Regions from separate parts of the Mus musculus genome. Here region 1 is linked to region 2. Evidence: chromatin contacts called from public promoter capture Hi-C data. All regions are on one chromosome and are shown on one strand. Each heading gives the region's core, a stretch centred on a gene start, on an enhancer-like site or on the middle of the called end of the contact. The rest is flanking DNA. Distances are from core to core; before and after follow the strand shown.

The links. Promoter capture Hi-C pulls out the DNA fragments that hold promoters and counts their contacts.
Region 1: a contact with region 2 is called in a promoter capture Hi-C map of stem cell-derived epiblast-like cells, with 3 times the contacts expected there. The contact joins the promoter of Ap4e1 here to the promoter of Shc4 in region 2. A contact is called at or near these places in 2 of 39 promoter capture datasets (embryonic stem cells and stem cell-derived epiblast-like cells) and 1 of 115 datasets of contacts at active chromatin or transcription factors (astrocytes).

The regions. Positions count from the first base shown.
Region 1 is chr2:127,005,910-127,011,968 of GRCm38.p6, forward strand. It overlaps Ap4e1 (adaptor-related protein complex AP-4, epsilon 1), which reads left to right and starts at 2,802. Exons shown (of 21, transcript NM_175550.3): 1 at 2,802-2,991; 2 at 5,882-5,953. The coding sequence starts at 2,845.
Region 2 is chr2:125,721,328-125,727,519 of GRCm38.p6, forward strand. Shc4 (SHC (Src homology 2 domain containing) family, member 4) reads right to left here and starts at 2,821. Exons shown (of 12, transcript NM_199022.2): 1 at 1,466-2,821. The coding sequence starts at 2,050.

The DNA of each region.
Region 1 (6,059 bases), core at 1,552-4,051, 1.3 Mb after region 2:
TGGACTGTCTAAATACGCAGCGTGGAACAGAACATCGTTTCGTCTCACAGACCGTGGTTTAAACTACTTAGACAATATAAGCTGAGACACGGAAGACTTATAGCTAAATAGAGATTTTCACCACAAAGAATCTGCTGTAGAGGGATTTATCCAGTGAACACAGAACTCTTCCAGCGAATGCCAGGCTGATTCGGGTTGCACGGGGGAGTGGGGAACACTGTGGACACAGCCTCCAGGTTAGGAGTCAAAGCAGAGAAAACAAAATACAGGCAAAGTTCTGTGTGACGTGTGACTTGCTCACAGCGGGAGAGGAGATGAACAGCGTGTCTCACCCTGGGGCAGGCAAATGGAACCACTTCTTTCAGCTCTCCCTTTCTTCTCTGTACACGATTTATTTATTTTATTTTTATGTTTTTATGTGTGTGCCTATGTGTATGCATGTTCACCCCAGGTGTGCAGATGTCTTCAGAGACAGAAGAGGTTGTTGAATCCCCTAAAACTGAAGTTACAGGTGGTGTGAGTTGCCTTTGCTGAGAATTGAACCCCGGTCCTCTGCCACAGCTGCACCTGCTCCTAACTCTGAGCCATCTAATGCCTAAAAGCCATTTCTTTTGGCTGCAGCCGCTGCCTCTCCCCTGGAGAGCCCAATTTGGCTCTCCCCAATACACTTTCAGATTTCAGAGCAAGCTGATATTCCTCCAAGTAAATTTCCTCCTCTCAAGAAAGAAAAGTAAAACAAAAGGGACTTTGAGATTTCTGTTTTGTTGTTGTTGTTTTGGTTTTTTTTTCTTTGTTGTTAAAGAACCTGGACCTGAAATTCAATGTACATGAGTTATAGAGCCAAGAGCTGGGAAGTCTGAGTTAGGGCCAATGGCCGTTCCGCTGGCGCCCACTTGTGTATAACAATGGAACTTTTTGTAGTGGTTTTTGTTTTGTTTTGGGACAAAATCTCCAGACAGCCTTGGGCGGCTCTTAACTGACTATGTAGACCTAGATGCCCTCGAACTCACAGAGATCCACCTGCTTCTGCCTCCCAGCACTGTGATTAAAGGCCTGTTTGTGCCACTATGCCTGGCTGAAGTCCTAGGCCGAATTATTTATTTATTTATTTTTGGCTTTTGACGTTTGGAGACAGCGTTTCTCTGTATAGCCCTGGCTGGCTTAGAACTCAGAGATCCACCTGCTTCTGCCTTTTGAGTGCTGGGATTAAAGTGTATGCCACCTCATACAGCTCTAAATTGAATTCTTTTAAGCTGTCTAGACCCCGCTTCCGCAGTACCAAGGAATCACCTTGCCTATTGGCTCCCTCTCAGGTCACTGACCACCTCCTTGTGGTTTCTAAAGCTGTTCTATGGCCACGACCTACAGGTTTGGCATTTTTGAGCCTTTTAAGCTGTTGCATAATTTTCTAGCCAATTCAGTATGCTAATGAAAGCTGTGTAAGAAGTTTTAGTGCGGGGGTGGGTGGATATGGGGGACTTTTGGTATAGCATTGGAAATGTAAATGAGCTAAATACCTAATAAAAAATAGAAAAAAAAATAAATAAAAAAAAGAAGTTTTAGTGCTGCTTGAAAAGCAGGAACAACAGAGTTTTGCTTTTTATATAGCCTACCATGTCTCTGTTTCAAATGTGTAATTTTTCTTCCTTTAAACTTTGGTCCAAACAATGACCCTGTTTTACTGGCACCACAGCACAATTTGAAAAAGCTCTATTGGATAAGACGGACTAAGGGGGATAGTGAACATCACCCAGGCCAGGGGAAGGAAAGTTTCACTTTACTTTTTGGCAGTGTAGCCGCGTTCCTTTCACCCGAGTCAGAAATGTATCAGCTTTCCCCAGCATATTTTTTAGGTGGAAGAAAAAAATTGGGGGATGGGGAAAGTTAAGACAGGGTTTCATATAACTCAGGTTTGTTTTGAACTTGATATGGAGCCGGTGATGCCCTTGAATTTTCTTGCTCCTCCTTCCAGTCTCAAGGGCTGGGATTTCAGGCAACAACCACTACATGGCTGGAAAGTAAGTTTTCTAATTTAAACTAGTGAAAGGGCCTAAAGTTAAAAAAACACACACACACATACACACACACACAGTAAACAAAACTTTACGTAGGCATAAAATATTAAATTCTAAAGAAAATCTGTTTTAAATAATTTAAATATTGAGATTTTTCAATAAATTAAACTTTTTTAAAAAAAGATTTATTTATTATTATAAATAAGTACCCTGTTGCTGTCTTCAGACACGCAACAGAAGAGGGCGTCAGATCTCATTATGGATGGTTGTGAGCCACCGTGTGGTTGCTGGAATTTGAACTCAGGACCTTTGGAAGAGCAGACAGTGCTCTTACCCACTGAGCCATCTCACCAGCCCTAAACTTTATCTTTGCATAACTATTCTGTCAGGCAAACTTTTTCTTTTGTTGAGGTGTAGGTACAAGAACAACTTCAAGATTTAAGAAAAAAATTTCACTTATCACAGACAAAGTTTCAGAGATAAGAGCTCCTACAGGTGTTAAGAACACTATAAAGATGGTAGGTCAGGTTTGTAATCCCAGCACTTGGAGGCTGGGACAGGGGAATGGCACGAATTCATTAACCTTGGGAAGTTCGAGAAAATACAAGATCATGCACACACATTTCACCGCTAATAGAATGATCATGAACTTCATGTCTCCAGAGAACTCCTCTCTCCTCCTAGACTCGTGCGCCCCCAGGCGGTGTTTCCCGGAACTTCATCCTGCTCGTCCTGCTCCGGCGCGAATAAAGATTTCTTATTCAAAACGCCGGAAGTGACTACGGAGGCCGGGAGAGTCAGCGCGAAGTAGCCTCGTAGGGAGGCAGCGATGAGCGACATGGTGGAGAGGACGCTGACCGCACTGCCGGGGCTCTTCCTGCAGAACCAGCTGGGAGGACCTGCGGCCTCCAGAGCACCCTTCTTCTCCAGGCTGGGCGGCCTCATCCGTGGCGTCACTGCACTCTCATCCAAGCACGTATGCGGCGGGGTTGGCTGGGCGGGATGGGGTGGGGCGGCGGGGCCGGAGACATCGGTCCGCTGGATGGACGCAGCCGGGCGTCCGCCTCAAGTTGCCTGTACCGACCGACCTCAGGAGGCCGGCTTTCTGATTTGGAGGCCCGAAGACCCTCCGTGTGTTTTCTCATGGGGTGCTTTGAGGATTACATGAGCTGTCAATCGAGTGAAAAAAGCCAGTATGACCTAAAGCCTGAGCTATAGGCTCCTACCAAGTTTCTCCTCCCTGTTGAGATTTTTGTTTTGTTTTGATTTTTCGAGACAGGATTTCTCTGTGTAGCCCGGGCTGTCCTGGAACTCACTCTGTAGACCAGGCTGGCCTCGAACTCAGAAATCCGCCTGCCTCTGCCTTCCAAGTGCTGGGATTAAAGGCTTGTGCCACCACTGCCCGGCTCCCTCTTGAGTTTTAATTTTTCTATTTGGAAGCATCACGTACTCGGACAGACAACCCTCATTCCCACCCCTGACAGGGCTGTTAATCTTTGCAGAGCTTGAGGTTTAGTCTAGACCAACGGGTTGGGCAAAGACGCGCTTTGAAAACTAGTAGTTACTATAGAAGTTATTAAGTTCCCACGTACTTTGTATGGTACTGACTCAAAGCCTCAAGGAGTGTTTGTCTTAAAAACATAATATTGTGTCATACTTTCTTCAGCAAGTATTTATCAAGCACAACTATATGTTAAGTAATGAAAATAGCAAAACACTTTTCTGTCTATTTTCTGTCCATTTTAGACTTAACATAAATAAGTAACTACAGTGCAGTGTAAATGCCTGCAGCATGGAGAAGAGAAACAAGATGCCTTTAAAGGTTTAAAACGGGCTTGTGTTCTCACTGGAAGCTGGTGTGTGGCAGGGCTTGCTGAACATCCCTTAATCATTATTCGTGTACTTAACATCTCTTCGTGCTTTTCTGTTGCTAATTTGTATGAGAGGGCAAGTAAGTATTTTGTGTGTACATGTATGTACTGAGAGAATGTGTATGTGCTGGTATGTGAGGATGCACGGACCCACGGCACATGTATAGGCTTCCGAGAACAGCTTTGGGTCTTAGTCCTTACCTTCCACCTAGTAGGTGAGATCTCTCTTGACGCTTGTTTCTGTGTTGTATATTCAGGCAGGCTGGCTAGGGAGCTTCGAGTGTTCTGTCTCACCATAGGAGTGCAGGGATCACAGGTCCACCTCACCACACCCGGCTTTGTGCTTTTTACACATTGAGCCATCTGCCTCTGCCACCGCTCTGAAAAATTTAGAGAATATAGTTTTTTTGGCTTAGTTTGAAACTGCACAGACAGCCAGATGTGGTATTACTGCCAGATGTATTACTTCTAAGTTTTGTTTTGTTTTTAGATTTGTTTCAAAGTTGTGTGTGTGTGTGTGTTTATGGCATGTGTACATGAGTGCAGATGCTCTCAGAGTCCAGGAGAGTGTGTGTGATCCCTTGGAGCTAGACTTTTAGGCAATTGTGAGCCACCAGAGTGGGTGTGAGGAACCAAATTCTGTCCTTTGCAAGAGCTCTGTGTATTCTCACCTGTGGCATCTCTGCAGCCCCCACCAGCAGTTCGGAATTAGCCACTTAACGTCAGCGACTCAGTGTGTGATTTGAACATAACATTGTATTAGTTAGTGGTTGGCCAGGCCCTAAGTGCTTCCTGAGGTCCAGCACAGGCAAGCATCAGAGTTGACCACACTGGTGTGTGCAGTAGACAGCGAGAGGGAAGATGGGCTGAGGAGGATGAGGAAGAGTAGAGGTCAGGAAGACTGTGTCTGTCTGTCTGTCTGTCTGTCTGTCTGTCTGTCTGTCTGTCTGTCTTCTGCGTTCCATGAACACTTTTTATTTTATCCCATCAACACTTTTTGCTTCTGGGAAGATGTAACTTCATCTTCCCAGATCCACACTTTTTTTTTTACTCTCTTTTCACTTAGACTCTTTGTTTTTGTTTTTTGAGTCAAGGTCTTACCATGTAGCCGTGGTTGTCTTGGGGCTTCCTGTACAGACCTGGCTGGCCTTGAACTCACAGAAATCCACCTGCCTTTGCCTTCAGACTGACTGCTGGGACTAACGATGCATACCACCATGCCTAGCTGTTCTGAGTTGTTAAAACCTACACGTATTTATACGTGTACCATCCCCATCACATTTAGGGCCTGGCCAACCACTGGCTAATACGATGTGATCTTTAAATCACACACCGAGTCCCTGAAGTTAAGTGGCTAAAGACCTGCTAGTGAGGGCTGTGTGGTGGGATCATGTGGTCATCAGGCTTGGTAGGGTGAGCCTCCATCCACCGAGGCATCATCTCACTACCCCGATTTTGAATCTTTTCCTTTTTGGTTGTTATTTATGTTTGTTTGGTTTTTTTAAACAAAAAACACCAGGGTTTTTCTCTGTAGCCCTGGCTGGCCTGAAACTCACAGAGACCCACTTGCTTCTACTGCCAAAGCACTGGGATTAAAAAGGTGAGCATCACCACTGCTGGGCCCATCTTGAAGTTTTTGTTTTTAAATTAATTTATTTTTTATTTTATGTACATTGGTTTTCTTCCTACATGTATGTCTCTGTGAGGATGTCAGATCCCCTGGAACTGGAATAAGGGACAGTTGTGCTGGGAATTGAGCCTTCATCCTTTGGAAGAACAGCTAGTGCTCTTAACTGCTGAGCCACCTCTCCAACCCCTCATTTTGAAGTTTTAAAAAACAAATGTTTGCCAGTCTTCACTAGCCAAGCGAGTGAAATGAAGAGGATCACTAGGTTAACATGGAAATAATTATTCTTTCCAGGGAGGGTTCTGTGGGTCAGGGAATGTAGCTTTAAGAATGAGTATAATTGAAATTGTTCTAATTGTATTTTTCAGGAAGAAGAGAAATTAATCCAGCAGGAACTGAGTAGTCTGAAGGCAACTGTTTCTGCTCCGACCACGACACTGGTACGTGTGCAGAGTCCAACACATGTGCATTTGAAGCCTGGTTTTTATAGTGTGGTTCTTCAAACAGCATTCACTCAGCTGCTCTCTGCTGGCCACTGTGAGGCTA
Region 2 (6,192 bases), core at 1,571-4,070:
CAGCATTTCTCCTGGAGTAAGTTATTACCACTGTGAGAAGACAGCTGGTGTCCTCATTAAAAACCCAGAAACACTGGTAAAGATATGAGTGTGGGGAGCCGACAGGGATACAGGACAGAAGGAAAGGTGGGGCTGAAGGTAGGAATCTGAAGGCAATAGGCAGGTGCCAAGAGCCCAGGTTTGGGAGTCACTCCAAACCATAAAGGGTTGGCACCCTACAGCTTGACAAGTGTAATGCTCTTCTGGATTTTCCACAAACATGCAAGCCTGGTCACAGTATGCTACTTGCTGTTGAGGGCAGGAGCTGGGCTCTGCACGCTTATCTTCCTTAGGGGCTGTGGGCATCCATTTACCAAGTCTGCTCCAAGCCCGTTCTCTCTGTAATCTCTCCAGCATCCCCCAAGCTGTCCATGAGCCTGATGCTGTCAGTGTGCAAAGCAATCACCCACTCTTCTGCCTTCAGCTCTGACTTTTTAAGCTCAATCACTGCCGGGCTGATGAGACTGCTCACCTGCACACCAGCACCTCTAGATAGCACTGTTGTTATCGGAGAGGTCAAGTGCAAACTGATGAGTCCCCTTCCCAATTGACTCTGCTGACTCTGGCATCCTGAGTATCATCCAGGACTTAACTTTGGAAGTTATTCTTCATTCTCTAGTCTTCATCCTAACTCAGCTACACCCTCCATGAAGAACAGCAAGCATTCTCACTGGCCTCGAGGATCTCTTCCTGCTTCAGCACAAGTTAAATAAATCATCAGATGAATCTTTTAAGACCTACATTCACGATATGCCTGCGGACCTATGAGGATCTTGCTCACCAGTGTTTATAGCCTCTCTGTTTGGCCCTTGAAGAGCTTTGATGACCTCCCTTTCTTCCCTGTTCTAATTTGTTCAGTCCCTGGGGACTGTGCTAGCCGTCACCTCCACCTCTCCGTGCCCTCTCCAGGACAAACCCCAAGCTTCCCCGAAGACCCCACAGTGACTTTGATCTACTCTTGCGCCTGTCCTGAATCAACCTTTCTACCATAGATACACCTTCTCATAAATCTCAGAACCCAGCTACACCCGGCTCCCCTGTCCCAGAGTCCCTGAGTACTCTCACAGATGCATCAATTGCTGAACATTGAAATGTCGATTCCAAAATAAATAAATAAATAAATAAAACCACGTCAAATCCCTTTTATACCACGTCTCAGTTGCCATCTTATCTGTCTCTATGAGAAGCTATGTCTGAGCCAACAGCTGCCTATGGGTTAGCAATGGCTCACACCCTTGGAGCAAAGTGGATCTGACTCTGGCATGTGTCAGATCCCTGTAGGAAATCTCTAAGGCCAACTCTCCCTTCGGTTGATCCAGCGGTATGTCTTGTAATCTAGAGCCCAGCCAGGTTAAATCGAAGTCCCCGCAGAGAGCACAGCTGCCCTTCCTGTGAGTGCTCAGGGAGTAGGCCTTAAGGGACTTACCCGCACACAGTAGTTCAGACCGTTCCCCAACAGGTGCTGCAGAGGGGGCCCGTCCTGCTTGCTCCTGGGGCTTGGTTCTCCAGGGCCAGGCAGTGGGCAAGTATCAGGACGCAAAGAGGTGGGCCTGCGTCCCACCTGGTCCGGATCCGGTGCAGGTGCAGGTCCAGTCCTGTTTAGATTGGATTCTGGGGACGCTGGACGGCTTGGAGTCTGATCCTGGTTCTCTTGGAGCTTCAACCGGCTCACCTGTTTCGTACCCAAGCAGAAGGTTTTCAGACCCAGAAAAGTGATGGGGTTGGCCAGCTTCATGCTTGCCATACGGGGAATCAAGGTGCACAGCGCCGTGGGGCTCTCCTGGCTGGACACAGTGGCATCCTCAGTCGGCAGGTGAGGGGCCAGGGCTGGGTAGGGAGGCGGCGACGAGCCCTTGTTTCCAACGGAGCCTCCGGGGCTCCCTTCGTCCAAAGACGTGATGGACTCGTTCCGAAAGCGGCTGTACTTGGTCCTGTGAAGCATCCCCAGGTGCCCAAAGAGTCCTACATACAGCGTGAGTCCTGCCTGGCTGTCCTGGCTGCGTTCTCGCATAGCCTTAGCAGTGCTGAGACTGGGCACCGCAGCCTAAAGTGCCTCGCAGTCCGGTAGACCCACGCCACAGTCACCTCTCCTGCTCTGGCGGTCACCAGCCCGGGTCCGAGACTGCTCAAGGATGACAGTCCCGGAGGACGCCTCCCCAGCTCTGATTGCAGGCCGGCCCTTCCAGGCCCTGGCAGAGGCCCCCGGAGCGCGGGGGGTGGGGTGGGGTGGGAGCGGGGGTGTCTTCGCCCCGGAGTCCCGTCCCCCAGGCTGGGGCAGCGGGTGCCACCACGCCTCTAGTCTTAGCAGAAATATTTACCCCCTTTTCCTCTGCGCACAGGAACTTTCAAACCTGCTCCCCTCCAGCTCCCACGGGGCGGGGCAGGGACTAGCCCATTAACCCTTTATTTGTTCCCGTGACTGTTCATTTCAAAGGGAAAAATAAAAAAGCGCATAAGAGTCAAAGGCCCTTCTGTATGGGCTGGGGTTATGACGGCTGCCCTCTCTCGGAGGATCTTGGTTCTGGGCCACCAGCCAGGAGTCCTAGCGACGGGCGCTGGTCTGCATTGTTCCTCCAGCTTGAGGTCCGGGCATCCTCTGTGTGGCTCGGGTCCGATCCCGGCCGGCCCACCCCTTCTCAGGGCGCCCTTCCCTCCTGTACTCTCCTGCAGGCTTTTTTCAGGAGGAGCCTGTGCACAGCAAAAGGCTGAGTTGAGCAGACGATACCCAGGCTGTTGAAATTTTTATGAATGAACTTTGCCGAATGAATTTCCCTCGTTGTGTGAGAGCTAATAAATCTGTGAATGGAGCCGAGAATAGCTGTAATTGACTGACCCGTTTGGGGCGGCGCGGGGGTGGGGGTGTGGGGGGTGCGATTTGGTTTTCATCCAATCAGGCTGCAGCTTCATGAGTCATGCACCGTGAATATACTAACTAGTAGCCGGGAGAAACGAAGCCGGGCAGAGAAAAGGGAGGGTAATATCTGATGAATGGGTTAAAAGTAAAGGCAATCTTTGCTCCTGGATCGTCAGTATGCTGGGAATCAGAAGGTTAAAAATCGATTTCCTTTCTTGTTAAGATGGGGAGGGGCGAGAAAGGAGCTAGAAATTAGATATATTGTTCCATGGACATTAGGGCATATGTTACACAAACAACTCTTGTTCAAAGCCTAGATTCGTTTTTCTTAGAAACGTTTTTTTTTTTTTTAATTGATTGCCGCCCCATCTTCTGTCTGATACAATTTCCTGAGCCCATCAAAGGCCCCGGGAAGACAACCGTAAAGGCTGAGCCCACAGGAAGCCTGAGCCCCAGCTGGGCAGAGGAAATGCAGGTTCATTCAGGAGCTGAGAAGAGCGGACTGCTGAGACCTTGGGGTGGGGGTGGGGTGAGAGTCTCCGGGAGGAAGCAGCTGAGGTTGCGTTTCTCTGTGAGCCTTGGCTCCAGTACCTGAGACTATTCATGATTTCGAATACTAAGGCAGCAGCCAAGAGAATCTGGGAAGAAGGCCACCTCACCTTCTCATTGACCACGGGCTCTCGAGTGCTCAGGACTTAGCCTGAACTCCAGGGCCATCCAAACACAGGTTTGAATGAAACCAGTGCAGGTGACTAGGAGACAAAGGCGCCTCGCCGCCGCCAAGCTTTTGTGCTTAGGCTCAGAACGGCTTGTTAGTATCCTGCCTGACAACTTTGTGAGCTTTTTCTATCCACTGGGAAGGCCTTTTGTGGCGTCCTATACCTTCCTTTCTGACTTTCTTTTTGCACCTCCACATTTGGCAAACACGAAAGGAATGGCTAAATCAGAACTCATATACCCGGAACCTAGGGAGACAGGATCAGGGGAGTGGAAGGTGGGAGGAGGAGGGAGTAAGACTGAAAAAATCCGCTAGTACCTCTACTGCTACGCATGCTTCTCTTTCATCTCTGCCTTCTCCTCTGGGTCCCACCTTACCGTATGCCATGCCACAGTAACATCCCACTACCTTGAGAGAAGTTCCTGTGAGTGGTAATGGCCTTGTCTGTGAGTGGCAGCTAATGAATGACGTGTGGGAGCATATGAAATAGCTACAGTCCCTGTAAAACATCCCCACAATGCTCCGGGAGAGTACCTGCATCTCCGAAGCATCCTGGGCAGCATTTTTTAAAAGGTTGCTGGAGAGATGGCTCAGTAGTTAAAAACGTGTACTGCTCTTGCAGAGGACCTGAAAGGGTTTGTGTCAGGTAGCTCACAGTACCTCTGGCTCCTGAGGATCTGATCTCCTCTTCTGGACTCCATGGCCACCTGCAAACACACACACACACACACACACACACACACACACACACACACACACACACACACTTAAAAACGGCACACACCTATACTTTTAAAATAATAAGATAAATCGTTAAAATAAATAAGCAAATTAAAGGCCAATGGAACCAGGGTGTCTCCATTGAAGTAGTGTTCCCAACTGCTAGAGTATACTATGTCATCTTAGGCAACCAAAAAGGAAAAGTACCACAAAGTAAGGGACACCAAGGAAGGAACACTGTCTCAAGAAGCTATTCCCAATGCTCGTCTGTGTCTGGGAAAGGTGGTGATGCTGAAAACTCTAACAAGACCTCAGGATGCCGTTCTGCCTGTAGGCCTGAGTGACCTAGAAGGCCCTCTTAGGCAGCTCTGCATTGTGCTGACCAGACCAGCATGATAGGGCACTCTGGGGGCTGCAGGCTGAGCTAGGTGGACCAGCAAGCATGACGCTGTGAGCTACTTCTCTGTCCTGGGAGCCTGGAAGACATTCACTATCACCCGCTGAAAAGCTGTCCCTCTGTCCAGCAGCCCTGGAGATGGCTGGCTAAGAAGGTATATGGGGAGAAAAGGGCCAATATATCGTCTCCCACTAGAAACAGAAACAAAGACAACACTAAGTAATGGTCACTAGAGCTAGCCCACCAGGTAATGCCTGTGTGCCAGTAGTATTAACAACTGTCTGCACTGTGGCATAAAGTGTTAATGTTTGGTCTGTTGCAATGGATTGTAATGCTAAATTCTGTACCTGAAGATCTAGGCCTACAAGTGAATTCTCACATTTACACACTTTTGTTGTGCAAACCTTGTTCCTTGATTTAAAATGATTGGTTAGCCTGGCAGTAGTGACCCATGCCTTTAATCCCAGCACTTGGGAGGCAGAGACAGGTCAGCCTGGTCTACAGAGTAAGTTCCAGGACAGCCAGAGCTACACAGAGAAACCCTGTCTCAACAAACAAAAACAAAAACAAACAAAAAATGATTGGTTAAATAAAATTGTCTACAGCTAATTACTGGAGAGGCTAGAGGTAGGTGGGTTTTGAGTTACCTGGTTGAGGGTGGAGAAGAGAGACCAGGAAGAGAAGGAGAAAGAATGAGAGGAGAGGAGGAAGCCACCATGAAGGGAGATGGATCATGAGCATGTGACCAGGAGAAACAGCAAGTATCTGAGGTGCACCACTGGGGAGGTAGCCAGGCCAGCACTTAGAAGAGCAGATTAGGAGTAACTCCCAGTAATTGTCAAAGCCGAATAAAACAACCACAGTCTGAGTCTCACTCAATTGTAAGCTAGTCCAGGATACGTTTAAACTGGTTGTACTAAAGTAAAGGAAAGTAAGTTGTGCAGCCTGACTCCAGCTGGTGAGTGATGATGGCGCCGGACATACGGCTGCCAGACCCACTGCCACCTGATGATCAGAAACCCCACATCTAGATGCTGGCCCTTGTTGAGACTGCAGGCTCATTGCTCCCTGGTGGTGGAAAGGAGAGGTGGGGATTTCTTCTTACAGGTTCCAGTATTGTGGAGATGCCTAACGGAGTCTGCCATCCCAGATCAGCCAGAAAGTAACTGGTCTCCCACCTATTGCTTTCCTGCCTCTACTCTGCAAAGCCGCCAGAGATAAGGAATTGTAGGCAGCTCACCAAAGACCTCTTAGAAGCAAAGATAAAGCCAGGCTACAGGTTATGAGAAACCTTGATGGCCTGCCCGCTGCCCACATGCACTGTGTATTTGGCAGCTCAGTGTAGGAAAAGGACCCTCAGCTGGACTGGCTTAGTGACTGACCTGTAATCCCAGCTACATAGGAGACTGGGGTAGCAGGATACAAGCTCAAGCAAAGCCTGGACTAGAGTGAGTTCAAAGCTAA